3 separate regions of the Sus scrofa genome follow, and all the other regions are linked to region 3. A link is a contact called in public Hi-C data. All regions are on one chromosome and are shown on one strand. Each heading gives the region's core, a stretch centred on a gene start, on an enhancer-like site or on the middle of the called end of the contact. The rest is flanking DNA. Distances are from core to core; before and after follow the strand shown. Region 1 holds the start of VSX1 (visual system homeobox 1). Region 2 holds the start of ACSS1 (acetyl-coenzyme A synthetase 2-like, mitochondrial). Region 3 has its middle 29 kb from the start of CST7.

Region 1 (4,006 bases), core at 344-2,843, 130 kb before region 3:
TCATCCTTAACTGCGGCCCCAAATTCTGATTCACAAACTACTGCTTTGCCGGGCCAAGAGCCAGAGCATTTTGGCTGGGTTCTGTACACTCAACACCTTTCCCTAAACCCAGAGATAAATTTGGGGAGAAATTCCTGGCGGAGCCAAAAAGGACGCCGGCTTCTAAAGCTGCCCCCGACCCGGAGCGACTCAAAGGACAATTATCCCAAAGGAAAGTTATTGTTTTGTTAATCCAGGGAACAGCTTGCGAGGAGAGATTTGGGTCTTCTTTTAATAATGAAAAGTTAATGCGCAGCCTCTTGTAATTATCTTTATCGGAAGCCCCTGGTTTAATCCTTGGGTTTGCAGAGGATCCAGCCCCAGGCGTGGCCAGCGGGAGATCCCCTTTGCTCGGGTTTCCCCTCGGCCTCGGAGGCGCGCAGAGACCCGAGAGGCGTCCGCGGGGCGCTGGGAGAGCTGCTGCGTCCCTCGCTGGGCGGCCGCCGGCTGCTCGCCCTCAGGGTGGGAATGACAGGTTTTGCTTCCCTCCTTCCTTGTTTGAGAAGGGTGGGCTCAGGGCTCCCAGCGAATCTGGTTGGGTGGGCTCAACTTTTTGGCGTGTGAGCCAGGAGAATTTTACCCACGTGCTTCGTTTTGCATCTTGAACAAACACGGGCATTTCACATGAAAATCAGGCTTTCTTTGAATAATCATGAAACAATAATTTGTTAGCCTCCGTGAAGTGGGATGGGTCTCAGTACACAGGCCCAATTTTCCAATTTACTCTCCCCATTTAGGAGTCGCCAGATAAAATACAGATACGTTCTTATACATATTTCTAAAGTGACTTCATCTGAAATTGTGATTTCACTGCACCTCCTGGAATTTAGTTTGCTAAACGTGGCGCCCTTCCCCGCAGTTCCGGCGGGGTCCATCTGCCCCAGCCTCTGTTTCCTATTCCTTCTCCAGCTCCAGTGAATTTTGCGACAAGCTGATGGCCCGATGGCGCCGATGGCCAGCCTCCGCCAATGGCTGGAGGTGGAGTGGGCACTGATTAAATAAACGTTTTCCACTCCTTTCCCCTTGGGAATTTCGAGGAAGGTCTTGTCCGCGGTGACGGTAGTGTTGGAGGGCTGGCGGGGGTCTTAGTGATAGTAGTCAAAGAGCGGCAGGGAATAGGCCCTAGGTCTTAACGAGTGACTGGATGGGGGCAGGGAGGCTCCAGGGCAGCTGCAAGCAGGGGCCTCCACCCGAGAGCCGAGAAGGGGAGAGAAGACCACGCCGGGATCTGGAACCTGCGGCTCTTAGAGAGATGGCCAGAGAGCCGGTCCTCCCCTCTCTATTTTCCTCCCACCAAGAACAGGGTGGGCAGAGGGACAATTGGAAAGGAGAGGGGAGAGGGATGGGGGCCGATTGACGGGACTGCAGCTGGGAGGGCGGCGACCGAAGGGAGGGGAACTGGTGGCGTCCCCATCTCGCGGGGTCCGAGGCGTGACGCGCCCGCACCCCGCTGATTGGAGCCCTCCTGGCTCCTGACTGTATAAAGCGTCCTCAGAACTGCGCCCCCTCCGCAAAGGTGACCGAGAGAGTTCAGCCCCGCCGCCCAGTAAGCCATGACTGGCCGGGACGCGCTTTCCGACGGGTGTGCCAGGAGCAGGGCGCTGGTGCCCGGAGGCCCGCCCACTGGCTCGCGCCCCCGGGGCTTCGCCATCACTGACTTGCTGGGCCTGGAGGCCGAGCTGCCTGCACCTGCAGGCCCTGGGCCGGGATCCTGCTGCGAAGGCCCCGCGGCTGCCCCCTGCGCCGGTCCAGGGCTCGGGGACTCTGGCTTGGCGCGCGGGGCCCTCCCGCTGGGATTCGGCCTCCTCTGCAGCTTCGGTGCGCAGCCCCCTGCGGCTGCCGGGGCGCCCTGCCTGCTTCTAGCCGATGTGCCGTTCCTGCCGCCCGAGGGGCCTGAGCCCCCCGCCCCGCACGTCCTCGGCCGCTCACCGCCCACGAGCATCCGTCAGAAGCGCAGCGAGAGCGTCTCGACGTCCGGTAATGAGGCCAGTCCGTGCCGCTCCTGCCCCTTGCCTCGGCGTGGTGCGCAGGGTGACACTCAGCACCCCGCCGAGCCCCACCTCATCTCCCCAGATCCAGGGAAGTCGGGACCCCAGAGTGGCCCCGCCAGGGAGCACCCTCTGCCCTTGGCTTTGCCCACATCCCTGCCTCTCCTCTGGGCCTGGTCGCCGCCGCCCTGCACACACCCCTACAACCCGGTGCGAATCTGCCCTGGGGTCTTGGGGGTGGGGGAGTGTTCCCCGCGAGGATCAGGGAACAGCGGAGGTTGGGAGGCCTGGGCCCGCCTGGTTTGTCAGCACACCGAACCCAGTACCAACCAGCGCTTGAGCATTCCCTGAATTGATGGACTCATTGACTGGCCTTTGAAGAGCACGAGGTGGAGGCCTGGAACTGTCCTCCTAGAGTTGAAATAGGCGTGGGGGTCCCGCGCTTCTCTGCCCCTCTGGCTCAGGAGAAACAAGCTCCTCGGTCTATGGCAGCAGTGCCGGGCTCCTCAGAGAAGTCAGGGAGGATAGTGGAGAAGAGAAGGGAGCAGTGGAACTCTATAAAGACACGGCCATGAAATAGAGAGATTTGGGGCGGGAGGGGGGAGAGAACTAAGAATTACCAGCGAAAAGGTGGGCGCACATAAACTTTGTATAGACCCCAGAGCTGAGCATCCCTCAGCCAAGGCAGGTTTACATGGCTCTCTATCGATGTCTAGAGGAAGCAGATTGGATCAGAGGCAGGCCAGCTTTCACGTTATGAGAGTTCCTGCTGTCTCTTCAGTGGGTTAAAAACCGATGGTTGTCTCTGTGAGAATGGGGGTTCCATCCCTGGCCTCACTCAGTGGGTTAAGAATCCAGCGCTCTGCCACAAGCTTCAGTGTAGGTCTCAGGTGCTGCTGGGATCTGATGTTGCGGCGGCTATGATACAAGCCCTAGCCTGGGAACTTTCATGTACCCCAGATGAGAAGGTAAAAATAAAAATAAAGGTAAAAAATGAATGGACTTTATTTCATGAGTCTCTAGGTAAGATAAAATGAAGCCCTCTAGTAGTTGTTTCACTAGAAATGCAGAGACCACCTTCATAGGGTGGGTTCTTTCTCTGTGAATACTGACAAAGCTGAAGGCAAAATGCCACCACATCCTAGTCTATGAGGGCATTTCTGCAAGATCAAGACCAACACTGTCCAGTAGAAACATGTGACTTCAAGAGTAATGAAAATTTCTCAAACCTACCTGGAAAAGGAGAAATAAATAGGTGAAACAAACCTAAATACTGTATTTTATTTAATTCAATACACAGAAAATATTATTATACATGTAATCAATATAAAAATTGTTAATAGTTTATTTGGGGGTATTAGATCTTCAAAATACACCAAATATTTCACATTTACAGCAGGTCTCAATTCAGATGGGCCACATTTCATATCTCAAAAAACTTATGTGTCCAGACTGGACAGCACAAATACTATATTGTAATCCAAGTTTCTGGTGAACTAATTGATGTAGAAGTAAAACATTATTTTACTGTTTTTTGCCATTATTAATTCACTTTTTAGTGTTTTGAAGCAAATATTTTTTTTAACAATGAATCTGCCAATAGTTTGGTCTTCTAATCTTCCTTTCAACCTAGATATTTTTTTTAATTAAAAAATTTTTTTTTTATTTTTAGGATCCATCTGTGGGTCAGGCTAGGGGTTGAATCACAGCTGCAGCTGCCAGCCTACGCCCCAGCCTGAGCAATGCAGGATCCGAGCTGCATCTGCGACCTACACCACAGCTCACTGCAATGCCAGATCCTTAACCCTCTGAGCAAGGCCAGGGATTGAACCCACATCCTCATGAATACTAGTCAGGTTCATTACTGGTGAGCCATGTTGGAAACTCCCTCAACCTAGAAAAATCTTTTGATATAATTTATTTCAAAAGATAAAACATTCTTAAGATTCTTTGAGTGCATCTATGAATCACCTGGGCAC
Region 2 (3,833 bases), core at 335-2,834, 110 kb before region 3:
TTTCTCTGTTGCAATTTACTTAATCTATTTAAAATGATGATTTAGGCCAAGTGAGGGGGATATTGAGGTGGGAGTGGGTGTGCTGGCACCACGTGCTTTTTAGCAATTCTGTTTATTTCTCTCTGCTCAGTGAGTCCCTTGTTCCACTTGAGAGTTGAGAGTTGGCAGCACTTGATAGCACTAGATAATTTTTTTTTTAAAGCACCTGTGGCATATGGAAGTTCCTGAGCCAGGGGTTGAGCCACAGCCACTGTAGAAGCAATGCTGAATAGTTATGTCGTGAGCCACACGGAAAGTCCAGAACCAGATAATTTTTAAATTAAGTAAAAATTGCAAGTAAATGCTCAGCACAGAGCAGGACCCATGTCTAGTGCTAGCTGTTATCACTGGTTTCCCAGCCTTAAAAAGCAGTAGCAGGAGGGTGAGCACACACACACACACACACACACACAGGCACACAGGCACACGTGCTGGGGCTGACTGACAGCACAAATACCTCCTACTGCTAACAGGAAGGGATCTATGCTAAACCCAAAGCACTCGACCAACCAGTTTTCAAAAATCCCCTCTCCCTTCTGTTTACATTACATGTTTACTTTGTGTGCTTGTTGTAATATTTAAGAGTCTAGTTGCCACAAGTTTCTGTGGGTTTCCCACTATCTTTCCCAGCTTGACAACAGGAACACAGCCTTCACTACTGGGTCCCCTGGGAGACCCTCCTCCCCCCAGGGAGACATTACTTTTGTTTACCTCCCCAGGGCTGCTTAAAGAATAAACGAGTCGGCGTCTGAAATGTGCAGCCTGGAAGGGGTAACCAGGGAACTCAGTAGTGGAGTCGGTGTAGGCACAGAGGGGTTAAGGAACTGGTCCCGGGATACAGAGCTAGAAACTTCAGATTTTGACCTCAGGCCACAGATGCTGGAGCTGCGCTTGAGAACTCCCACGGTTCCAAATCAATCATGGCTGGTGGAATGTTTGCTTCTCTGCTGTATAAAAGCACCAGATCCCAGACCCAAGGTCTTACAGTCTCCTGGTCCGAGGACCCCTGACCAGCCCACTTAGCCCACGGGGACTACTTGTGTATGTTTTGGGGGAAGGCGTACAGGCCACCCAGGCCGCTCAAGCATTCAATCTCGAGGCCCCACAAAGGGATGAACACTTTGCTCTCAGCCTCTGAGATGCTGAACCGACCAAACCTGACGAGTGGTCCTTGGAGCAACTTGTGCGCCTCGCTCCGCGGGTCACTAACATCTGTGCCGGCTCCCTCCCACCCGCGACGGTTTCCAGCTCCCAGGAGAGCCTGCATTGCCCGCGCAGATCTGCGGTTGACAAAACGGCGCAGCCGTCGGAACTCGTCGGGGACGCATCAACTGAAACCCCGGCAGCCCGGCAGGGGACCCCCTCCGCCGCCGCGCTCCCAACTCCACTTCCACAGGGGCTCCACCTCCCTTCGCAGCCCAGCTCTGCGTGGGGTGAAGAGGGGTGGGACAGGGCAGGGCGGAGGGGGGGGCGGTGGTCAGAGGCGGAGCGGGGGCGGGGAGTGTCGGGAGGCAGCTTCAGACAGGAGGGGCGGGGGGCGGGGCGGGGCGGGAGGCGGGGCGGGGCCGAAGCGGGGCGCGGGCGCGCGAGGGCTGGGTCGCCACAGCCGCGAGGGGCTCTGAGGCGCGATGGCTGCCCGTTGCTTGGGCTGCGGCGTCGGGCGGCTCCTGGGCGGCCTTCGCGGGGTGGGGGCTCGGGGCCCCGGGGTCCCCCGTCTCTGGAGCAGCGCCCCCGCCGCGCCGCCCGGCTCTTATCAGGAGCGGATCGCGCTGGCCGCGCGCGAGCCGGCCGCCTTCTGGGGGCCGCTGGCGAAGGACGTGCTCGTGTGGGACACCCCCTACCACACGGTGAGCGACTGCGACTTCCGCAGCGGCAAGATCGGCTGGTTCCTGGGAGGCCAGTTAAATGTGTCCGGTGAGTGGGCTCGGGGACCCTGGCGCCCGAGCTCGGCGACGGCTGCCGCACTCGCCCCCTCCTCAGCGTTCGGGCGTGCGGCGCCGTCACCCCGCCCCCACCCACCGGCCCAGCCCGGCCCACTCCCCTGCCACCCGGCCGGCACCCCCCACGTTGAACGGGGTCCCGGCGCCCCATGCCGTGCGCGCCCGCGGGAGGCAGTGAGACGCCTGCGCCGAGCGGGGGTGGAGGGCGCGGGGACCCCGGAGCCGGACTTCCTGCTCCCGTCCCGGCGGGAGATAGCACCGAGAAGCTTTTGGCTGTTGCCACCGCCAGGTGCGGGCCGGCGACTCGCTTGGGGAGCAGCCCTGCCCGTGTAAACAAATCGAGCTGTGGCGGGTGGCCGAGGAGGAGAGCCCCGCCAGTAGCCAGAATCGACCCGTAGCCGGAATCGGCTCGCAGCCGGGAAGGAAGCAGTGGTGGGGCCTCCCAGTTCTCAGTTTCACCTTCGCCCGGAAGACCCACGGCGCTGGCTTTAGTCCCGGTGCGTTTGGGACCCCAGAAACCAGCTCCACTGCCCGTCAGTCCTCGGGTCTCTGCAGAGACTGAATCCCGCCACGCGCTGTCAGGATTTGGGATCGGGTAGAGGGGAGAGTAACCCCTTCCCCAGCCCAGCTAGGGGAGAAGGCCCGGGAACTAAGGCTGCGGCCAGCCTGGCAAGGTCTGGCCTGGGTGTGGGCAGCCGGGCAGGGTGGTCAGAGGGGAACGGGGAAAGGTAAGTGGGGTCTGGGTTGTTTGAGGAAAGGAACTGTAGGTCTTCATGACCAAGGCCTGAATTGGGAAGTGGGGGTCTGAGTCTCCCAGGCTCCACCATCTACTGGCCCAGTTGCTCTGTACCTCTGAGCCTCAGTCTCCTCCTGGGTAGACTGGGGGTGGTAATGCCCACCTGAAGGGGCTGGTTGTAAGGACAAAGTACGCAGAAGTATGGACCGGTCCCAGCACTTATTGGCGATTAATAAATAGTAGTAATTTTAACTCATAAAATTCAGAAATAGCCGTAAAATAATAGCTAGTATCTTTCAGTTATTTTTCAAACAGAGACACTTAAGAGAACTTTGGACCAGATTTTTTTTTCATATTGTGTATTGTTTTACTGGTTTAATCAAAATGACTCACTTAGTAGATAAGCGTTTTCTCTAAAACTGAGTCAGCAGCAAGTGTCCTTGAACTAGTGGGAAAACCCCCAAACCCTTGGATGTGCAGGGTTGGAGGAACGCGCCCTGGATGGGGAGAGATACGTGCAGAGGCAGGGGCAGGAGGCTGCAGTTGCTTTGGAAGCTGCCTTGGACTTGGGAGACTGAGGCTGCTGGGACATTCAAGGTTGGCTCCTGAGCACTTGCTACCTCTCATGCTCAGATAAGACTGGGGACGGGTCTCATGGGACAGGCAGGCAGAACCTCATGAGCCTCACTCTGTCAGGGTCAGGTCCAAGATGTGGTCAGTGCTCAACTCTTCCACCTTTTTTCCTACACTTATTTCTCCCTATGGCTCCCTTAGCAACTGAGCTTCAGAAAGCTGTCACATAGCAAAAGAGCTTTTCAGCTGTGTTCTTACCCCAAATGCGTATGCCACCCACTCATCTATCAGGAATATCTCTGCCCTCCGCCACGTCTGTACATCACAGAGGCGATGGTGTGAAAAAGGACCAGGCCAAGCCATGGCTGCCCTGGGAGCCGCTAGAAAGCTGTGGGCTGGATAGGGTGTTTTGGCATGAGCTGTGTGTGTGACAGTCGTGTGATGATAGCTCATTCCAGACACGTCATGTGAAATTCCCTTTACCCCTCCAAGATCTGTACCTGAGTTCTCAATGTGTGGTTCCCGGACAGGCAGCAGCAGCATGA
Region 3 (4,089 bases), core at 323-2,822:
GGTGCAGCGGAAACGAATCTGACTAGGAACCGTGAGGTTGTGGGTTTGATCCCTGGCCTCGCTTAGTGGGTTGAGGCTCTGGTGTTGCCGTGAGCTGTGGTGTAGGTCACAGACGTAGCTTGGTGTGGCATTGCTGTGGCTCTGGTGTAGGCCAGCAGCAACAGCTCAGATTAGACCCCTAGCCTGGGAATCTCCACATGTCGCCGGTTCAGTCTTAAAAGGACAAAAGATTAAATCAATAAATAAAAAAACCCTAAAATACCTAGACCTTTTAGTCATAGGAAATAAAATAATTTTGATGTATATACATGTTTCTGCTACAGAATTTTATGAGGATGATAATAAAGCACCTTGAGCATGAAATTCTGTGACATGAGTATAAAATTCTGTGAGGGAAGTGGAGTGGAACTCTGGTTAAGGAGAAAAGAAGGCGTAAAATTTCTGACTACTGGTGTGGAACTTCCTTATATATTATTATTATTGCTCATGTATTTTTTAATGGATAATGGTGGGTCTTAAACTGGTATGAAATTTGTTTTCTATGGCATACATTCTAAAGAGATCTAAGAGGTTTTTTTAAAATGCCAATATTTACAATATATATGAAGTTATATATTACGGTGAAAAAGGTAAATGTAATCTGAAAAATATGTGAGGTCAGTTTTGTTAAAACGCTGTCCAGGACCCAGTGCAGGTGGGGGAGCTGCTGGGGTGCAGGCTTGGGTGGCACCGTCTCAGGGAAACTGCAGGACGGTCTGTGCGTCGAGGGGCGTCTGGGTAGGAGGAGGGGAGGTGGTGAGCCAGCAAGGCCTCAGTGAGGAGGTCACAGGAGCTTTTGGGTGGCAGGCAGGTGTCCTGTGGCACGTGGAGAGGGCAGAGGACAGGCAGCAGGGGGAGGGGGTGGCAGGACTCAGGTTTGGTGGGTGGAAGTGGCAGGTGCTTATGACTCACAGGGAGGTAGGGGTCCAATGTCAGCTCCTGACTCAGCTCTGGGCACAGATACTGGGGGGCTGTTAGGCTGTTGGGTGACACCTCCAGGTATCTGGAGCTTAGAGGGAAAACGAGGTCTCATCACCATCACTGTAATTTTGTTGTTTGTGAAGCATGGTCCTTCCAGTCTCCCCCCTGTGCCCTGAGTGATGGAGGCAGGAGGGAGGTCCGGGAGCAGGCCTCTCCCTGGACAGGTGGACGGTCAAAAGAAGAGTCAGTGTCGGAGTTCCCTTCATGGCTCAGCGGTTAACAAACCTAACTAGGATCCATGAGGATGCGGGTTCGATCCCTGGCCTCACTCAGTGGGTTAAGGATCCAGTGTGGCCGTGACCTGTGGTGTAGGTCGCAGACGTGGCTTGGATCCCATGTTGCTGTGGCTCTGGTGTAGACTGGTGGCTACAGCTCTGATTCAACCCCTAGCCTGGGAACATTTGTATGCCATGGGTGTGGGTCTAAAATAGCAAAGGAAAAAAAAAAAAAGACTCAGCATCTGCCCCAACTTCTCCTGCAGAGGAGGAAGCTGAGCCCAGTGAGGAGAGGTCATGGGCAGGTCACAGTTTTCTTGAGGATGCCTTGGTAAGGAGTGGAATGAGTAATTGTTTATGCTTTGTGGGTAGGAGGTCAGATGAGTCTCTGCTGTGGTCTCCAGTGGTGAAGGCAGGTTTGTAAATGGGTCAGACTTTGCAAAGAAAAAGCAGAGAATGGAAGAGCAGATCAAAAACCATGATCCAATGGTATAATGACTGAAAAAGTCACACTTGAGACTTAACGATGCACATCAATTGAAAATGAAAGGAAGAAATGAGCTGTTCCCTGCAAACAGCCCCCCAAAGAGAATGGGAGGAGCTGTACTAATATCAGAAAAAATAGGGTTTAAGGCAAAAGCCGTCACTCAAGAAAGTTAAGTATGTTTTACCATGATGAAACAGAAAATCCACCAAAACGGCATAACCGTGATAAGAGTTCCAAGATATAGGAAGCAAAACAGGCAGATTGAAAGAGGGGAATAAGGCAATTCAAAATAAAAGTTGGGGACTCAGCATCTCATTTGCAGCAATGTCTAGAACAGCAAATGGAACCCAGCACCTGAAACAGGGATGCCTCACAGTTGTCTGCACAAGTCCACCCAACGGTAGCTGGAGACACACTGGGAACCTGCAGAGCAGACAGCATGTGAGGCTGCAAAGCAAGTGCCTTTCAAAGGATTTAAATCGTACAGAGGATGCTCTCCACGACGGAATGACATTAGGAATCAGCTCTGATGGAAATTTGAAAATTTCACAAAAGCGTGGAAATGAAACAATACATTCCTAAAGGACCAATAGGTCAAAAAGAATCATGGAGATTGGAAAATACTTTGAGATGAATGAAAATGAAGACACAGTAGCAGAATTTATGGACCAGTGAAAGCAGTGTCAGAGGGAAATTTCCATCCAGAAATGCCTATATTAAAGAAGAAATACCTAAAGTCAGGAACCTAACCACTTGAGAAACTAGAAAAGCAGAGCACTAAACTCAACATAGCATCAGCAAGTAAATAATAAAGATAGGGTGGAAGTACATGAAATAGGCAGAAAACAACAGTGAAAATTCACAAAACCCAAAGTCAGTTCTTTGAAAAGACGAACACAGTTGGCAAACTGCAGGAAGACTGATCAAGAGAGGAAGAGTGACTCTAATTGGGGTGAGCAGGAGACATTATTCAGGGCTGATTATAAGGGGCACGAGGGGGAATAATTGTGTGACAACACTTTGGGTAATCTATAGGGAATAGACACACTCCTAGAAAGACACAAACTGCTAAATCTGACTCACGAAGAAATAGAAAATCTGAATAACAACAAGAGGTTGCTTTGGTCATAAAAAGCTTCTCACAAAGAAAAGCCCAGAACAGATGGCTTCCTTGGTTACTTGTTGACAAGTGTGATGAAAAATAAATAAAGTGAGCATTCAGTTTGGACAAACTAAAAATCCCAACAAAGTTAGCCTTGGAAAAGGTGAGACAGGTAATTAAGTACAATAAAAGCAGGAACTAGTGAATTTGAAAACAGAAAATGAGACATAAAAAGTAATCTCAAGTGGACTTGAGACGCACGTGTGTGAACACTCATAAGCCCTATGCATGTGCCTGACACACACACACACACGCACATGCACAGACACAATGAACTCAGTTCAAGAGAGGACAACTCAAAATGAGAAAAGTGGAGGAAACCACAGGTACAGAAAAAACAAGCAAATTCAAATTGGAAAAAATACTTTGCTTAGTTCTATGTAGGTAAATCTTGTGGACTGGATGATTGATTCCAGAAGACCCCGGAAACTAGCCAGGTCAGTGAGTGAGTGGTCAGATGACCTGCCTGCAGCATCGCCTGTGGGAGCCACCACTGACCGTGGCAGGAAAGTCCCCGCTGGGACATGGCTAATTTCCCACTGCACATCCTTCTGATCCACCCGACTGGTTTTTCCATGCTCCTGTCATTTTTCTAATGAAAAAAAATGGGGAAGAGACTTTCAGAGATGCCAATGAGACATCCCAGTGCCTACTTCTGAGAAACTCCCCCGGAAACAAGCCTCAGGATTTTGCGCTGTCAGCCGGCAGTGCCCTATGTCCTGTGTGTAGTGTGGGCCTCCGTAGTGACCCTGCCTGTCCTTTGGCAATGACAGCCTGGGCTCCTGGCCAAGTTCCCTTCTCACCAGTGGCAATTCTAACCCTTCTTTCACCATGAAATAATACCATTTGGGTTGGCAGAGTGGTTTCTGAAGTGAGAACAATGCTGAAGGCCCACAGCTGTCAGTCTTTAGCAGAAATTTGTCATATTATACAAAGAATTAAATCCATCCTCCATTAAAAACATGAATAAAAGAATAATTAATTTTCAATGTAATGGCTTAAGCAAGCAGATCTTGCATGACAACGAGAGTTCCTGAACTTCTAATGAACTGTTTAAAGCATTTGAGTGAAGTTAAACTCAGTTCTCTGAAATAACTGTTGAGATCTAAGAACACCCTGAAGGAACTATTTGGTGAAATACTCTCCACATCTCCAAGGGGATTGATCTTGAGACTAATGAATAAGGGTGTCAGAGTCAGAGGCTG

What was found. Hi-C and Micro-C count contacts between places; a contact is called where the count stands out from the background.
Region 1: a contact with region 3 is called in a Hi-C map of alveolar macrophages, with 2.7 times the contacts expected there. The contact joins the promoter of VSX1 here to the enhancer-like site in region 3. A contact is called at or near these places in 3 of 5 promoter capture datasets (fetal liver, fetal skeletal muscle and liver), 19 of 47 Hi-C or Micro-C datasets (alveolar macrophages, blood, embryonic fibroblasts and 11 more) and 1 of 2 datasets of contacts at active chromatin or transcription factors (skeletal muscle).
Region 2: a Hi-C map of alveolar macrophages shows a contact between it and region 3, with 5 times the contacts expected there. The contact joins the promoter of ACSS1 here to the enhancer-like site in region 3. A contact is called at or near these places in 3 of 5 promoter capture datasets (fetal liver, fetal skeletal muscle and liver), 19 of 47 Hi-C or Micro-C datasets (alveolar macrophages, blood, embryonic fibroblasts and 11 more) and 2 of 2 datasets of contacts at active chromatin or transcription factors (alveolar macrophages and skeletal muscle).

Annotation. Positions count from the first base shown.
Region 1 is chr17:30,853,601-30,857,606 of Sscrofa11.1, reverse strand. VSX1 (visual system homeobox 1) reads left to right here and starts at 1,593. Exons shown (of 5, transcript XM_003359919.3): 1 at 1,593-2,016. The coding sequence starts at 1,593.
Region 2 is chr17:30,837,550-30,841,382 of Sscrofa11.1, reverse strand. ACSS1 (acetyl-coenzyme A synthetase 2-like, mitochondrial) reads left to right here and starts at 1,584. Exons shown (of 14, transcript XM_001927113.6): 1 at 1,584-1,953. The coding sequence starts at 1,668.
Region 3 is chr17:30,727,009-30,731,097 of Sscrofa11.1, reverse strand. No RefSeq gene overlaps it. Among named protein-coding and RNA genes, the nearest start is that of CST7, 29 kb to the left of the region's middle. Within about 2 kb of position 1,572, at least 11 of the 83 cell types and tissues checked have an H3K27ac peak or open chromatin away from gene starts, as enhancers often do. A contact at or near this core is called in alveolar macrophages and retroperitoneal adipose tissue, where this site is marked.